5 separate regions of the Mus musculus genome follow, and all the other regions are linked to region 2. The links are chromatin contacts, called in public HiCAR-type, Micro-C and promoter capture Hi-C maps. All regions are on one chromosome and are shown on one strand. The core of a region is the stretch at or near the end of the contact, and the rest is flanking DNA. Distances in the headings are between cores, read along the strand shown. Region 1 holds the start of Fbxo4 (F-box protein 4). Region 2 holds the start of Ghr (growth hormone receptor). Region 3 has its middle 46 kb from the start of Fbxo4. Region 4 holds the start of BC037032 (cDNA Sequence BC037032). Region 5 holds the start of AW549877 (expressed sequence AW549877).

Region 1 (2,700 bases), core at 54-2,553, 400 kb before region 2:
TCTCCAGAACAAGGTTTACACCTCAGGTTATAACGTGGTGATCCTTACTAGATTATTCTAAAAGATTTTAAAGAATTTAACACGTGACTACTAAATCCGAAGTATTCCCGTGATGAAGTCTAGATGTGGAATGGGTTTGGGGATTAGATTAAGTGAGGTAATCTACTTTAAAGAGACTGATAACCTGCTACCAAATAGGTATTTGTGTCTTTCCTAAAACTATATCCAGTGCTATATAATATTTTGTTATATAGCCTACCTCTCATTTCTTAAATTTCTTTTTGATTATGATTAAAGTTACTAGAATAGACATCACTTTTGGAAGATTAAAAATTCACTAATGGCTTTTAATAGTACCACATCCAGGCTTTTCTTTCCTATCAAATTTTCTTCTGACCTTTTATGATAGATCATTGATTGAACAATTTTTTAGTGTATGTACATTTTTGTCGTGGGCTTAAACTCACCATTTTGGTAGAAAATACCTAATAATGGAGTTTGAGGAAGTAAATGCAAGCAAAATGTGAGTGGCCATGGCCAGAGATTGGATTCAGGTTGGCACACCAAGTTGTGGAAGCAGTTGCAAGAACTATTATAGCCACAAAACAAAGACCATACATCAAATACATATACCACCTACGCTGATGAGGGCATTATGTACACAGCCTAGATAAAATTGGCTACATCTTGCCTGGCTTTCAGATGTTACAACATTATTTACTTTAAAATCGGTAAAGGGGGCAGGTGTTTGAGAGATGGTTCAGCAGTTATAAGAATGTACTGTTCTTTCAGAGGGCCTGAGTAGGTGGCTCTCAAGGGTGTGGTTTCCAGTTCCAGGGTTTGTGATGCCTGTGGCCTCTGCTGGAACCTGAGTGCTCATGCATATATCCACATACATGTAGTTAAATAAAATTTTAAGCAAAGCTTACAAGTTTCACCCAACCTCATGAGGTTAGACCAAAACCAGATTGAAGTTAATATTAAAAGAGCTACGCTTGAGGCAGTTTTGGCTTCCCATCTACAATAGTTTCTCCACAGCACGATGTTCTAGTCAGCCAAGGTTATCTTTAATAACACATAAGGCTCCTGATAGCCTCCACGGGCTCAGTTTTTGCTCAACTCCAAGTGGTAGATTGCTGATTCCAAAACACAGAAGCACACATACAGCCTACTTAATATCTAACGCTTAAGGGGAAGCAAGATTTCAGAAAAAGGGTGGCTGTTCAACAAGCCCTAGCTCCCAGGTCCTTGTGGTGACGCACAGAGGCAGGGAGGGACCCGGAGGATGTGTAGTGTGGGAGGGTTTGGGCTAACGGGGTGAGTCATTCCGGGCCACCTCGGCCTGGAGCCCTGCCCAACCGACCAGCCCGGGTCGTACCAGCGGGGCGGAGGCGGAGGCCGAGCGGCTGGGGAGCCCGTGCGCCCCGCGGTGTCGCGCGGAGCCTGCGACCATGGCTGGAAGCGAGCCCCGCGGAGCCGGCTCCCCGCCGCCCGCCAGCGACTGGGGCCGCCTGGAGGCAGCCATCCTGAGCGGCTGGAGGACCTTCTGGTATTCGGTGGCCAAGGAGCGGGCGACGCCGACGGCCTCCCGGAAGGAGGCGGCGGAGGAGACGAGCGCGCTGACGCGGCTGCCGGTGAGCCGAGGCCGCAGGCCGCGCACAGAGACCGCCGCAGGCCGGGGGCCTGGGCCGGCAGGGCAGCCACTTCCGGGTGTGTGCTCGCCTGGAAGTGAAGTGGCCAGGATTGCCTTGATGGTAACTCTTGGTATCCCCCTGCCAACCAAGGTCGCACTACAACACTCACTAATGACCAGCGAGATCACCCACAGGTTGTCAGTCATCCTATTTGGATGTCTGGAAATCTGATGAAGGAAGTGGGTTAGCTTGGAAGGCATTCCAGTGTCTTTCTTCTGCACATTTTAATCCCTAGTCAATGTATTCCAGTTAGGGGGGGGGGGGGGTCGCCTAGAGCAAGCAACTCTGACATATCCAAAGCAACAAAACTGCCACATAATTGAAACCAGTAAAGTTACAAGTACCTCAAGTTAGGTCAGGCTGCAAAGAGGATGCATGCAATTTAAAGTTTCAGAGAAAGATAAAATAAATAAATAAATAAATAAATAAATAAATAAATAAATAGATTATACATTGTTGATGACAATTCCTTTATCTCAGTTGGGTTATTAGTACATCCCACTGACATTCACTCTAAATGAAAGCCACAGGCTTAGGTTACCTCCAAGCTTCTCTCAGGTGTCCTCGGAACCTGATTAATACTCTATAGAGAGAAATTCAAATGACAGGTTCACATGCTTTCATTTGATCTAGTGATAAAATCAGAAAAACCGCCACTTTGTTTTTTTAGATTTATTTATTTATTTATTTTATGTATATGTGAGTACACTGTCACTGACACACCAGAAGAGGGCACTGGATCCAAATTACAGATGGTTGTGAGCCACCATGTGGTTGCTGGGAATAGAACTCAGGACCTCTGGAAGAGCAGCCAGTGCTCTTAACCTCTGAGCCATCTCTCCAGCTTGAAAAAAATCTCCACTTGACACTCATTTATTTTTGAAGAACAAATTAGTAACTGGTACATCAACATACTCATGGAAAGAAATGAAAGGAACTGGTTACTTTGCTTGAAAAATAGAAAGGCAGAGCTTGAGTTTGCAACATTTCAGGTGTGTTAGGGATG
Region 2 (2,713 bases), core at 73-2,572:
GCTGTTAGGAAGGTTAAAGATAAGTGAGCTTACAACTAGCTGTCAGAACAAAGCAAACAGTAAAAAGACCACATGACCAGTTGCTCCACCAGATACAAGACAGCTAGACAGCCCCGGGGCTGGACTTTTGTACCTTTGTACTCTATGCCTGGAGAAGAGAGTGGTGAAGCCGTCTGGTGCTTCGTGACAATACTTACACAGCACTCTGACTTTAAGAAGTGCTTTGACAACTCCCATCTTGGTTAATTTTTTTTTTTCAACAAAATGGACCTAGGTAGCAAGAGCCTGTTGTCTGATAGACAAACTGTGTCTTTCTCTAGGTCACAAACAAGGACAAACCTCAGGCTGGACCTTATTCGTGCCTTCCCTGCAGACCTGTGTTCCGTACTAACATAGCTCTCTTCAAACAAACATGCATTCTTGGTAAATTACCTACTTTGTCTCCACTTTTTTTATTTTAACCTCTCGGATTGGAATGTCTTTAATGTCCCAGTGAGCAGGAGTTTGAAAATTGGAACCAACTAGACAGATAAAAGCCTAGTACACCCCGGCATAGTCTTACAAGAAGTGGATGCTCACAGTCAGCTATTGGATGGATCACAGGGCCCCCAATGGAGGAGCTAGAGAAAGTATCCAAGGAGCTAAAGAGATCTACAACCCTGTCGGTGGAACAACATTATGAACTAACCAGTACCCCGGAGCTCTTGACTCTAGCTGCAAATGTATCAAAAGATGACCTAGTCGGCCATCACTGGAAAGAGAGGCCCATTGGACATGCAAACTGTATATGCCCCAATACAGGGGAACGCCAGGGCCAAAAAAAAAATGAGAATGGGTGGGTAGGGAAGTGGGGGGGAAGGGTATGGGGGACTTTTGGGATAGCATTGGAAATGTAATTGAGGAAAATATGTAATAAAATATTTTAAAAAATAAAAATAAAAAAAATGGAAAAAAAAAAAAGCCTAGTAGACTCATCACACTTCCCAAGGCTACTTCTTCCTGTACCTGCAGGAGGTGCACTGCTCTCTTTGAACTTACAGCCTGTTCTTGAGGACTTCTAGATACTGCCTTCTTTGGGGGAACCCGATGGGTGGAGAGGAGGGAAGTCTCCCGCAACTACCAATATTTTCCTCTAGGAGGAGCCCTGCCGCCCAATTGAGAGCGACACGCACCAACTCGCAACTCCTCGCCAGAAAGCTTCATCCCAGCCCTGCGGACTGAGTAGCGGGGGCGGCGTTCAGCCTCCCCGCAGCGGCCCCGGAGCTAGCTGCCCTCAGCTCCCGCTGCCCTTCCCCTAGGCAGCCTGGATCCCCGAGGCGGCGGCGGGTCCCTCGCAGAGCCGAACGCCAGCCGCCTTTTCCCACCCCTCCCCTCTCTTCCTCTCCCCTCCCCTCCCCTCCTCCCTTCCCGTTTCACCCCGCCCCCTTCCTCCTCCCCAAGCCTGACAACCCACGAGCTGCCAAGCAGGGCGCAGCCATGGGAAGAGGAGGCGGTCTAGGGAGCGGCGGCACTGGCAGAGGCGGCTGCTACAGCGGCGGTGGCGGCGACGGCTGTTACTGAACCCCGGCAGCCGCGGGGATCCCGGGCTGGGTCCACGCGGGCCTGAGGCCTCGGCTCCAGCAGCCCCCAAGCGGACACGAACCCGCGTTCTGTCTCCCGAGGCGAAACTCCGAGGTACTGGAGGGGAGTTCTTATTTCCCTCACATTGTGCCAGGAGACCTGGGAGTAGACCCGGGCATGCCAACTGCTTGTGAAAAATTGGGGTCACTTTTATGTATTTGCCCCGATAATTTTATTTTATTTTATTTTATTTTATTTTATTTTATTTTATTTTATTTTATTTTATTTTATTTTGATGAGTTTAGAGTGGGTTGTATTCCCTTCTCAAAAGTTGTTTTCTGCTGATGGGTTGGTGTAACCCGATCCTCCGTGTCCTGGAGAAGTGTGTGTGTGTGTGTGTGTGTGTGTGTGTGTGTGTGTGTGCGCGCGCGCGCCTGTGTGTGTGTGTGTGTGTGTAAGTTGTTCTTGGTGCTGAGTGAAGCTGAAAGTTGATGTGGGCGACAAGGAATGGGGGGCAGCAAGCGAACTGTCCCAGCCTGGAGCCTGCTCCAACCAGGTTGTGAGATGCAAGGAGAGGTTTCTTCCTAAGACTGTTTTCTTGGTCTTAAAAGTTTCGCGAGTGTGTTTGTCACCATCAGCCTGCTAACCTGGAGCAAGGACTGTGGAAGCTGCTGCTGCTGTCTGAAGCGAGCTCCTGGTTGGGTGTGATGGCCTGAGGGACTCCGGAGGGTGGGTTGTGAAGCACGCGACCCCCGCAGCGCTCTGCCTTTGCGCAGTCTGTGCAGGCTGCAGCTGCAAGCTGGAAGCAGAGGAGCTGGAGTCAGAGTCACCGACGCCAGAGCCTCCATGAACTGGGGTGAGTGGAAATTGTGGCAAGCCAAACTGTCCCGGCGCTGGACACACTCGTGGTTATGAAATCAACCAGGCTCAAAGTTCTGATAGAACTGCAGAGTCTTGAGAGCTGAGCGGGTGAGTCGGGTCACGTCTGGAGAGAGAGAGGGAGAGAGCTGGCTGCAAGCAGTGGTTGTAACATGGGACTATCCGCTTGTGGGTGCGTGGGGAAATCTATTTCTGGGCAAGGACTTTATATATAGCACCGGGGAGTACGTCTGCTGGGACCAGGGTGCAGGTTTCCGTGGTGAGCTCTGATGTG
Region 3 (2,700 bases), core at 95-2,594, 350 kb before region 2:
TTCCTGTTCTTAGTATCTATCACGCTTAGTTCTTAAATACTGTGATAAATATATAGTTTAACTAATGGTGTGCTAGAAATATCATCTCCTGAGAGGACAAAGGGTATAGATCTATAGTATTTGGCAACATCTGTGGTTGAATTTTAAACTATTGCCAGTGCATTACTGAATGCAAAATTAGAAATGTGTGAATGTAAATGTTTTCTGAACTAAACGTTACTGCAGCAGGTTCACAGATGTCCTTGGTTCTTGTTTACTATATTTCTCTATAACCAGAACTTTAAATCATTGGGGGTGGTATTATCCAGTGATAATGAAACTATACCATGCTCGCTCTCTCTCTCTCTCTCTCTCTCTCTCTCTCTCTCTCTGTCTCCCCATGTGTGCCTTTAATTAAGTTTATCTTTTCTTATTGATAAGGATTGTAGGTATGTAAAAATAGTAGTAATAGCTTTCACAAAGTCTTTCTAGCTTCAAACCCACCACCACAGCCGTCTCTTTACCAAAATATTACAATAATATGAGTACTAAATACTTACTAATAAGTGACTGGGAAGGTTCAGAAAAAGACTCCAGTATGCATTCATGATAACATTTAGAGGAATTAGGGATTTTGTTGAATAACCATGGGGATTATTGCTTTCTTGTGTAATGATTTTTTTCACATTCCAGAATAAAAACAGGGAAAAAAAACAGGATTAAAATTTTCTCCTACTCTTAACTACTTGGGAGCAAACACCCCAGCTCTATGGCTATTCCAGGGATGAGAACACAGTATCTATAACAACTCAGGAGACCATGTATATATATCGTCTAGTACTTCACTTTTGTTGTTGTTGTTGTTGTTTTTTTTTTTTTTTGCCAATTTAGGATTAGGGTGTCCATATTTTTAAAAAATTGAAATCAATGTTGGTTTGCAAATGCAGACAGAAATTAGGTAACTCCAGAAAAGTTTTATAGGAAAGCAAGTGTGCAAAAATTAAAAATTGTCACCAGCAGAACTAGATTGGAAATATAGAATTTCACCAATCATACTAACAAAATCTAATCTGAACAGTCTGAGGTACAAATTTCAGAATATTTAGTTCTTTTTCTTTTTAAAAAATTAAAATTTAATTACATAATTTCTCCTTCCTTTTTCTCTCTTCAACCCCTCTTTTAGACTCATGGCCTCTAGTCTAGTCTTTTTCTTTAATTATTTTTTTCCTCTCTCAAATACATAAATACAGTATTCTCAATCTATATAATGTTGTTGGGGTCCAGAAATCGCCTCACAAACCACACGAACCCTGATTTCAGTCAGACAAGGACAGTTTATTGAGCATACACCTCAGGACTGGTCGACCAGGGCTATGGTCCAGATTCAGGAACTGACTCATGACCCTGAGTTAAGATCCTACAGGGTTTTTAAATCCACAAACATCTGTGGCAAATTATTTACCACTCAGGATTTTGGGGGTGGGGGACTTGCTTAGGAATATTTGTTGCACATTTATCCTGTTTCCATTGGTTGGGGTACTTAACTGTGGTGAGTTCTAAGTTGTCTACCAGGATGGGACTTGTCTAGCATCTACATTTAACTTGCCGCCCAGGATGACAGTTACCCATGTACATGTCTCTTTCTGCCAAGTGGGATGTCAGTTCCCAAGGAGGTCTTGGGAACTTAAGGGACAGTTTTTAAAAGCAAATACCATAAAAACTTATCCACAGGTACAGGAAGTGCTGCTGGGTGGTTGGTTCAGGTCCAAGCTTATTGTGGGCAACTATACGGAATAGTTCTACTGACTTCTATTGTGATTGGTTTTGAAAAGCATAGAATATAACCGAATATGTAATCAATCTTAGCATTAGAAAAGTTTCCTAGTAACAGCAGACATATATGAAAAAGTTTTTTAATAATGGCAGGCTAGCCAGGTTACTGCTACCTAGGCCTTGGTATTTTTCCTAGGCCTTAACATTCCATGTAGGCCTTAATATTTTACCCAGGCCTTAATATTTTACCTAGGCCTTAACATTCCATGTAGGCCTTAATATTTTACCCAGGCCTTAATATTTTACCTAGGCCTTAACATTCCATGTAGGCCTTAATATTTTACCCAGGCCTTAATATTTTACCTAGGCCTTAACATTCCATGTAGGCCTTAATATTTTACCCAGGCCTTAATATTTTACCTAGGCCTTAACATTCCATCTAGGCCTTAATATTTTACCTAGGCCTTAACATTCCATCTAGGCCTTAATATTTTACCTAAGCCTTAACATTCCATCTAGAACTTAATATTTTACCTAAACCTTAATATTTTACTTAGGCCTTAACATTCCATCTATGCCTTAATATGTTACCTAGGCTCTAACAATATTACTTGTATATATACTATTTCAGGATTCACCACTTGGATAAATGAGGAATTTTTCCCTTGCAGAAAACTATTTTCCCCCGCTCTTAACATTCTGTAGTAACTTGTAGTTCTTTGCCTAGGGTTGGGGCCCTTCAAAATGTCTCTCTTTCATTTTATCATGTCTGTTGCCGTCATTCTTGTTCAGTTCTTGTTTCGGCAGTCATGTTGAGACTTCATGGGTATAGCTTTTGACATTTCCAGGAGCTGTAGTCTCTTAATAGATTTTTTGTTCTGCTGACTTTTATAATTTTTCTGCCCCCTCTTCCCTAATGTTCCCTGAGTCTTGATGCAGGAGTTGTAT
Region 4 (2,779 bases), core at 213-2,712, 440 kb before region 2:
CAGAATTCTGTAGGCTGAAGCAAAAGAATCATGGGTGCCAGGCCTTCCTGGCCCCCATAGCAAGATCCTGTCTCCCAAAACAAAAGCATAAAAGCATTTTTTAAATATCTATCTCAGTTTACCTGTTGGCTACATTTAGCCAGAAAGTATTCAAGGTTACTGAAGGTATCCACCAGGTTCTCTCAGGTGTGTACTAAAATGAGTATTCTTGGCAGAGCAGTCTGCAGTGTTGAGGGAGGCAAAGGACTGAGGTATACCGTGGTCCCAGTGAAACGAACACAGGGGTATTACAATTCAGCACAGGGGTATTACAATTCAGCACAGGGGTATTACAATTCAGCAGAGGCGGATGACTTACGCGCTAAGCAAGCAGCCAGTAAGGCCAACCAATGCATAAGCGGGCAGAACACCCCAGAGAGCAGGAGCTGCACCTTCTTTCCTCATTCCTGAGAAGCCTAACTTTGAACTGGGCCATGAACTTTTTACTAACCCATAATTACAGCTCATCCACCTAGAGGTTTGCTGGCTTGAGAAATGGTTTAATGATTATATTGAAAGTGGGGTAGACTAGAGGTGAATAATTTAAACTTAGACAAACATGCACTGTCAAAAGAAAGTTTTTGACCTTGGCCCAAGGACATCCCTGTGTCCTGGTTTTTTGCATCTGCTCCATCACTTGCAGCAGGTTGGCTGGTGGTTAAGTGCATCCAAATTTGCATGCAATTACCCAAATGCCTCCTTTGAGGAATTTAACAACGCAATGACTCAGTTCTGAACCATTCCCTAGCACACGAGGGAGTCCTGTGATGACATCTTTAGATTCTCAACACTCAGAGATTGAAGGCAAGGAAATGAGCAACAGGGGAAGGAGTTCAAGAGCACACAGTGCAAGTAAATGCCCTGCGTGATGCACTCTTCTTAAGTTCAGGACTGCAATTTGAAACCTCTTCAAAGAAAACTTTGCAGGTTCGGGAAGAGGCTCCTGAGCAAACTGAACACTCCAAGGTGAATCCACCCTCCTCCCCACCCTCCTCCAGCACTCAGTTCCTTGGTCCCATACTCAAATCCAACCCGAATGTGTGCTTAGAGGCTAGACCCTCTACAATGTATAAGCAAAAATATCCACCACCAGCTAGTCTGCTAGGAGGGCGACTCAGGATACCATTCTGTGGGTCAAGGTGTTTGGGTTTTTTTGTTTTTGTTTTTGATTTTTGTTTTTTTACGGTCTTTGAACATTGCAAGTCTCTAACCCGGAGGGGACGGAGAGGAATTCAAAATAAAGGACCGAGGCGTTTGCAAACTGCAGCGGAGCGCCGCCAGCCCTCCTTCTGCTTCCAAACGCTTGGCAGGCTAAATCGCCCCGTGACAAGAGCTCCAGTCCGGGTTCCCCTTTCTACCGCCATATAGGGAAGGGGAGGATGGGGAGCGGCAGTCCGCCTCCGCAGCGCACAGCATCCGCCCACTTGGCGGTGAACTTGAGCCAGCAGCGGTTAACCCGGCCCGGGGTTCTGGGCCTCAGCCGGCGCCAGCAGCTCCCTCAGGTGGGGCGCAAGCCTCAGCGCGCCGCCCTTCTCCGCTCCTCTCCTCCAACCGGCCCTTACCTAGGGCGACGGCCCCGGGGACCCCCTTCCCAAGGGCGTCGGCCTGGAGCCTGGAGTCTGTAGGAGTGGCGGGAGATGGGGACGCGAGTCCCTGGACGCCGACAGTCTGTCTCTAAGGCGTTGCTGCGTGGCTTTGGTACACAGAGCCTCGACCGCTTCTCCACCGCTGCAAGCACAGCGGGGAAGTGGATGGAGAAGCAAAGACAGACAGACAGACAGACAGACAGACAAGCGGCGGCGGGGCTACCCTGAAACCCGAGCGTCTCCAAGCCCCCACCCCCAACCCCCGGGCACGGCGCTGCAGATGCCAGATCCCCGACCAGAGGCGGTGGAGATGGGCAGGGCAAAGAACGCGCGCGCCGCTCGCAGCTCGTCCGCGCGTGGCCTTCCTCTTGCCCCCCTGCACCTTCAATTTACCTTATGCAGGGCGCCCCGCGAGCTGCGGGCTGAGGCGCCGAGCCGAAGCCCAGAGGACAGGAGTTTGAGAGCCGCCATCTTCGGCCCCGGGTGCGGGAGACGGTGGCGCGCGCGGGAGTGCGTGCGAGTGCTGGTTGCCCGGGGCCGCGGCGGCGTCACCGGCTAAGAAGAGAGAAGGCAAGGCGAGCGGTAGGGCGGGCTGGAGGCTCGACCGCGCGTCAGTGACGTCCTCGGGACCTCAGAGCGGTGCCGCCCCTTGCTGCCTGCTGGCTTGTCAAGAAGCGAGACAGGGAGGGGCTCACGGCTAGGAATGGAAAGGCTGCACAGCTAGGACGAGCCCCGCGGGTTGTGCCGGGGCCGGAGGTGCTGGGCTCCAGCTCATCTGCGGGCACACCCGCAGCGGCGGGCGCTGCACTCAGGCTGGAGGGGGCGCTAGAGCCTGCCTTCCCCTCGCGCAAGGCTTGGCATCAACCAGGGTTTCGGGTTGCCAAGGGCCTGGAGGGTCTCTTACTGAACGTGTTACTTTTCCAAATCGCCCTCTGGAATGAGTACAGGTACAAAGGGTCACTGATAAAGATCTCCTTCCAGATCTAGACAGCTCACCTTTCCAACATTTCTCAACCCCAACACCCACAACTCTCTTCAAGTCTGGTTTTGCCCTTAGTTTCCTCTGAAACCCAGCAGCGTGCTGACTGACCCTCATGAGACATGACCTGCTTAACCGACAGAGGGACAAGATTAGAACTGGGCTGTTGTTCCCC
Region 5 (2,739 bases), core at 186-2,685, 410 kb before region 2:
GAGGCCTAGACAGTTGGGAGTGGCCATGTGGTTGCCAGCAATGATCTCTCCAGCTTGTGCCTGGAAATGTTATTTAGTGCAGTTTGGCATGTTAGAATATGGGTCCTTAATTTCTGTGGGATGCTTGCTTGTTTGTAAACTGGGTCTCAGTATGTACTGGCTGCTCTAGAACTGCCAGCATCCCCTCCAGCCTTAGCTTCTCAAGTTCTGGGATTACAGAGTAAGTCAACACTCTAGCATAAGAGTTTGAATTCTGTAGTTCACCTTGATTATAGAATGCAATTTTTCTGGCCTTCAGATTCTTCATTATAAAGTATCATAAGGATTTGTTGTTGATTATTGTTTTCTATTAAAAACCATTTTCCCAAGTACGTAAGGGCATTACACAAGTACCGAAGACACAGAGCACGTGTTTTTTGCTCTGTGCATTTAGAGTAAAATGACAGGAGAAAAAAACTGGTCATCATGGCCACTTGCAGAAAAGTGACTGTGGTTAGTCACTCTTAAACGATCACATTACTATTTTCATAGTTTAAATATTTTCTACCAGGCTACAACAAAAACCTTAAAATTAAGATGAAGGGTAGAGTTATTCAAAATATATTGTGCCAAACCGGGGGAAACAAACGAACAAACAAAAAGCCAAAACAGCATTAGATTTCCGTGGCCATAGGCAAGAATTAGCATTCATGGAATGCAAAGCAATTTGACCACTTGAGTGCTGATTAAGACCCGGAAGAACACTTAACACTTGTCAGGAAGGTCTCAAGGTGAACTAAGACAGTGAGGTCGCTGCCACGTTTAGGTCGCAAGACATTTAAGGTACTTTAAGTGTGAGCTAGCCAAGATCAATCCGGAGTAAAAACAAGCTCCAGGGTGAAGATTCGGGGAAAGCGTTATGCCAGCTAGCAGGCTGAGGACTGCCAAGTTGTCTGCCCTCACACTAGGTCTCGCAGCTTGGATGAATCTCACCCGTCCGCAGACTTCCGTTTCTGACCTTCCCCCACCACCCCCCGCCCCCACCATTACAATCAAGTTTTATTTTAGTCCACCTCCTTCACTACAGCGCCAACCGCTGCAAATCCTCTTTCCAGACCTTCCAAACCGCCCTCTTCCAGCCAGCTGCTGCGGCTGCAATCTCCCTGCACCCGCGGAGAGAGTCGATGTCCTATTGGCTCAGCTCGGGGCATGGTCGGCTTCCGATTGGTTGAAATTAGAAGGCGGGAGAGAGGTGTGCCCTTACATCATCGACTGGCCCCTCGCAGCACGGGATTGTGGGAGGGAGAGGGCCACTGGGAGGAACTAAATACCCGGAACGACCTTTGCGGGCCGGGGCGGTCGTAGCCCGGAGCCTATGTCTCCGCCCACCGGCTGGGCGGGCTCCGCCCCCACTCCGCCAGCCAGGCCGTCAGGTGATCTGGGGCTCACGTGGTCACGTGGACAGGGCGGGCGCGCCCGAGCTGGCCATGGCGGCCGCGGTGTCCGGTGTGGTGAGGCGGGTGGAAGAGCTCGGGGACCTGGCTCAGGCTCACATACAGCACCTTAGCGAAGCCGCGGGGGAAGACGGTGAGGGAGCGCCGCAGAGGGAAGTGGGCGGACGGTGGTGAGATGCGAGGGGACCGCTGCGCTCGGTGGCCAGAAGGCGCGGCCTTCGGTCCGAGGCGGGGTCCCTGGTGCTGGCACTGCTGAGCTTGGTCCCCATTGGGCAGTCATCTGCCCTCTCCTCAGATGTCCTGTTACCCATGCAGCGTTTTCTACGTTCCTTGAAATCCTTTTTGTTTACATCCGACCAGATGTGTGGTGTCGAATCTGCGAGAAGGGTAGACTTTAAATAAAAGTACACACGGACTTTCTCCGGAATGTTCATACTGCCCAGAAAATGAACAGTATGTTTTTTTGTTGTTTTTTTTTTTTTTTTTTTTTTTTTTTTTTTTGCATTCAGAGAGACATGCATGACAGTTCACTTTTTCATTACTGCCTTGTAAATTTCCACTTTGTTTTCAATTCAAAATTCAGCTGTAAATACATATTGTACACAGTTATGGTGTAATTTTAATGCTCCCCCCCCCGCCCCATTTTAGTCCTTAGGTATTTTCTTAGAAGGGAAAATAGGTTAGGAAATACGTCATTCTTTTGACATCAGACTCGGTTTGCTTTTTATAAATTCTCAGTTGCCAATTGGTTCGACAGTAATCTTTTTTTGTTTTTTGAATGTTGAGCCTTTACCATCCATGAGCTTTAAAATTCTTGTGATTAGAGTCATACGATGACCGAAATGAAACATTTCTCCCAGGTGATTGACTAGTTGGTGTATTTACGGAATCAGTTCTATAATTAAATGAAGCACATATGACCACACTGAGGCTTTTTATCTTTTGGTTTGTGGCAAGCGGAACATAGAATTTGTAGTCACTGTTACCTCCCTGGGTCATGTGTCAGCCAGAGCTCAGGTAGTCTTACTTACTTATTACTGAGCCTAACAGTAATTCATATTTTCTTATGAAAGAATTCTATGATCCATTGTGAAAGGAGGCCTGGAAAGGAGGTTCAGTGTTCCATGGCCTTGTTTGGAGGCTTTGTTTATACATCTGAAAATTTACTAAAATCATAACTGTAGCTATCTGCTTTACAATCTACTAGGCAACATTGACGTTAATCTTACTGGAGAATTACTAACAGGGCTTACTTAACACCAGATTATATGTATTTGAATTATACTTGGCCCTTTTTCATACATCA

The links. Promoter capture Hi-C pulls out the DNA fragments that hold promoters and counts their contacts. Hi-C and Micro-C count contacts between places; a contact is called where the count stands out from the background. HiCAR-type assays count read pairs that join an accessible place to other places.
Region 1: a promoter capture Hi-C map of 3T3-L1-derived adipocytes shows a contact between it and region 2, with 5 times the contacts expected there. The contact joins the promoter of Fbxo4 here to the promoter of Ghr in region 2. A contact is called at or near these places in 13 of 39 promoter capture datasets (the 3T3-L1 cell line, 3T3-L1-derived adipocytes, cranial neural crest and 7 more), 21 of 484 Hi-C or Micro-C datasets (the C2C12 cell line, the HL-1 cell line, adipose-derived mesenchymal stem cells and 11 more), 5 of 115 datasets of contacts at active chromatin or transcription factors (astrocytes, cardiomyocytes, embryonic stem cells and 2 more) and 1 of 9 other capture datasets (adipose tissue).
Region 3: a contact with region 2 is called in a HiCAR-type map of kidney, with 8 times the contacts expected there. The contact joins the enhancer-like site here to the promoter of Ghr in region 2. A contact is called at or near these places in 3 of 39 promoter capture datasets (cranial neural crest and liver) and 3 of 115 datasets of contacts at active chromatin or transcription factors (embryonic stem cells, fibro-adipogenic progenitors and kidney).
Region 4: a Micro-C map of embryonic stem cells shows a contact between it and region 2, with 10 times the contacts expected there. The contact joins the promoter of BC037032 here to the promoter of Ghr in region 2. A contact is called at or near these places in 9 of 39 promoter capture datasets (the 3T3-L1 cell line, 3T3-L1-derived adipocytes, cranial neural crest and 5 more), 13 of 484 Hi-C or Micro-C datasets (the C2C12 cell line, LSK cells, the N1E-115 cell line and 7 more) and 7 of 115 datasets of contacts at active chromatin or transcription factors (astrocytes, cardiomyocytes, embryonic stem cells and 3 more).
Region 5: a contact with region 2 is called in a promoter capture Hi-C map of liver. The contact joins the promoter of AW549877 here to the promoter of Ghr in region 2. A contact is called at or near these places in 7 of 39 promoter capture datasets (the 3T3-L1 cell line, cranial neural crest, embryonic stem cells and 3 more), 14 of 484 Hi-C or Micro-C datasets (cardiomyocytes, cortical neurons, embryonic fibroblasts and 7 more), 6 of 115 datasets of contacts at active chromatin or transcription factors (astrocytes, embryonic stem cells, extraembryonic endoderm stem cells and 3 more) and 1 of 9 other capture datasets (adipose tissue).

The regions. Positions count from the first base shown.
Region 1 is chr15:3,978,176-3,980,875 of GRCm38.p6, reverse strand. Fbxo4 (F-box protein 4) reads left to right here and starts at 1,303. Exons shown (of 7, transcript NM_134099.2): 1 at 1,303-1,634. The coding sequence starts at 1,452.
Region 2 is chr15:3,581,961-3,584,673 of GRCm38.p6, reverse strand. It overlaps Ghr (growth hormone receptor), which reads left to right and starts at 1,322. Exons shown (of 11, transcript NM_010284.3): 1 at 1,322-1,674. RefSeq lists a cis regulatory region at 1,132-1,266 and promoters at 1,402-1,586, 113-1,586.
Region 3 is chr15:3,932,390-3,935,089 of GRCm38.p6, reverse strand. No RefSeq gene overlaps it. Among named protein-coding and RNA genes, the nearest start is that of Fbxo4, 46 kb to the left of the region's middle. Within about 2 kb of position 1,344, at least 1 of the 459 cell types and tissues checked has an H3K27ac peak or open chromatin away from gene starts, as enhancers often do. A contact at or near this core is called in kidney, where this site is marked.
Region 4 is chr15:4,026,089-4,028,867 of GRCm38.p6, reverse strand. It overlaps BC037032 (cDNA Sequence BC037032), which reads left to right and starts at 1,462. Exons shown (of 2, transcript NR_028266.1): 1 at 1,462-2,779. Oxct1 (3-oxoacid CoA transferase 1) reads right to left here and starts at 2,440. Exons shown (of 17, transcript NM_024188.6): 1 at 2,019-2,440. The coding sequence starts at 2,096.
Region 5 is chr15:3,994,442-3,997,180 of GRCm38.p6, reverse strand. It overlaps AW549877 (expressed sequence AW549877), which reads left to right and starts at 1,435. Exons shown (of 6, transcript NM_145930.3): 1 at 1,435-1,566. The coding sequence starts at 1,467. Gm2093 (predicted gene 2093) reads right to left here and starts at 1,142. Exons shown (of 3, transcript NR_045740.1): 1 at 1,097-1,142.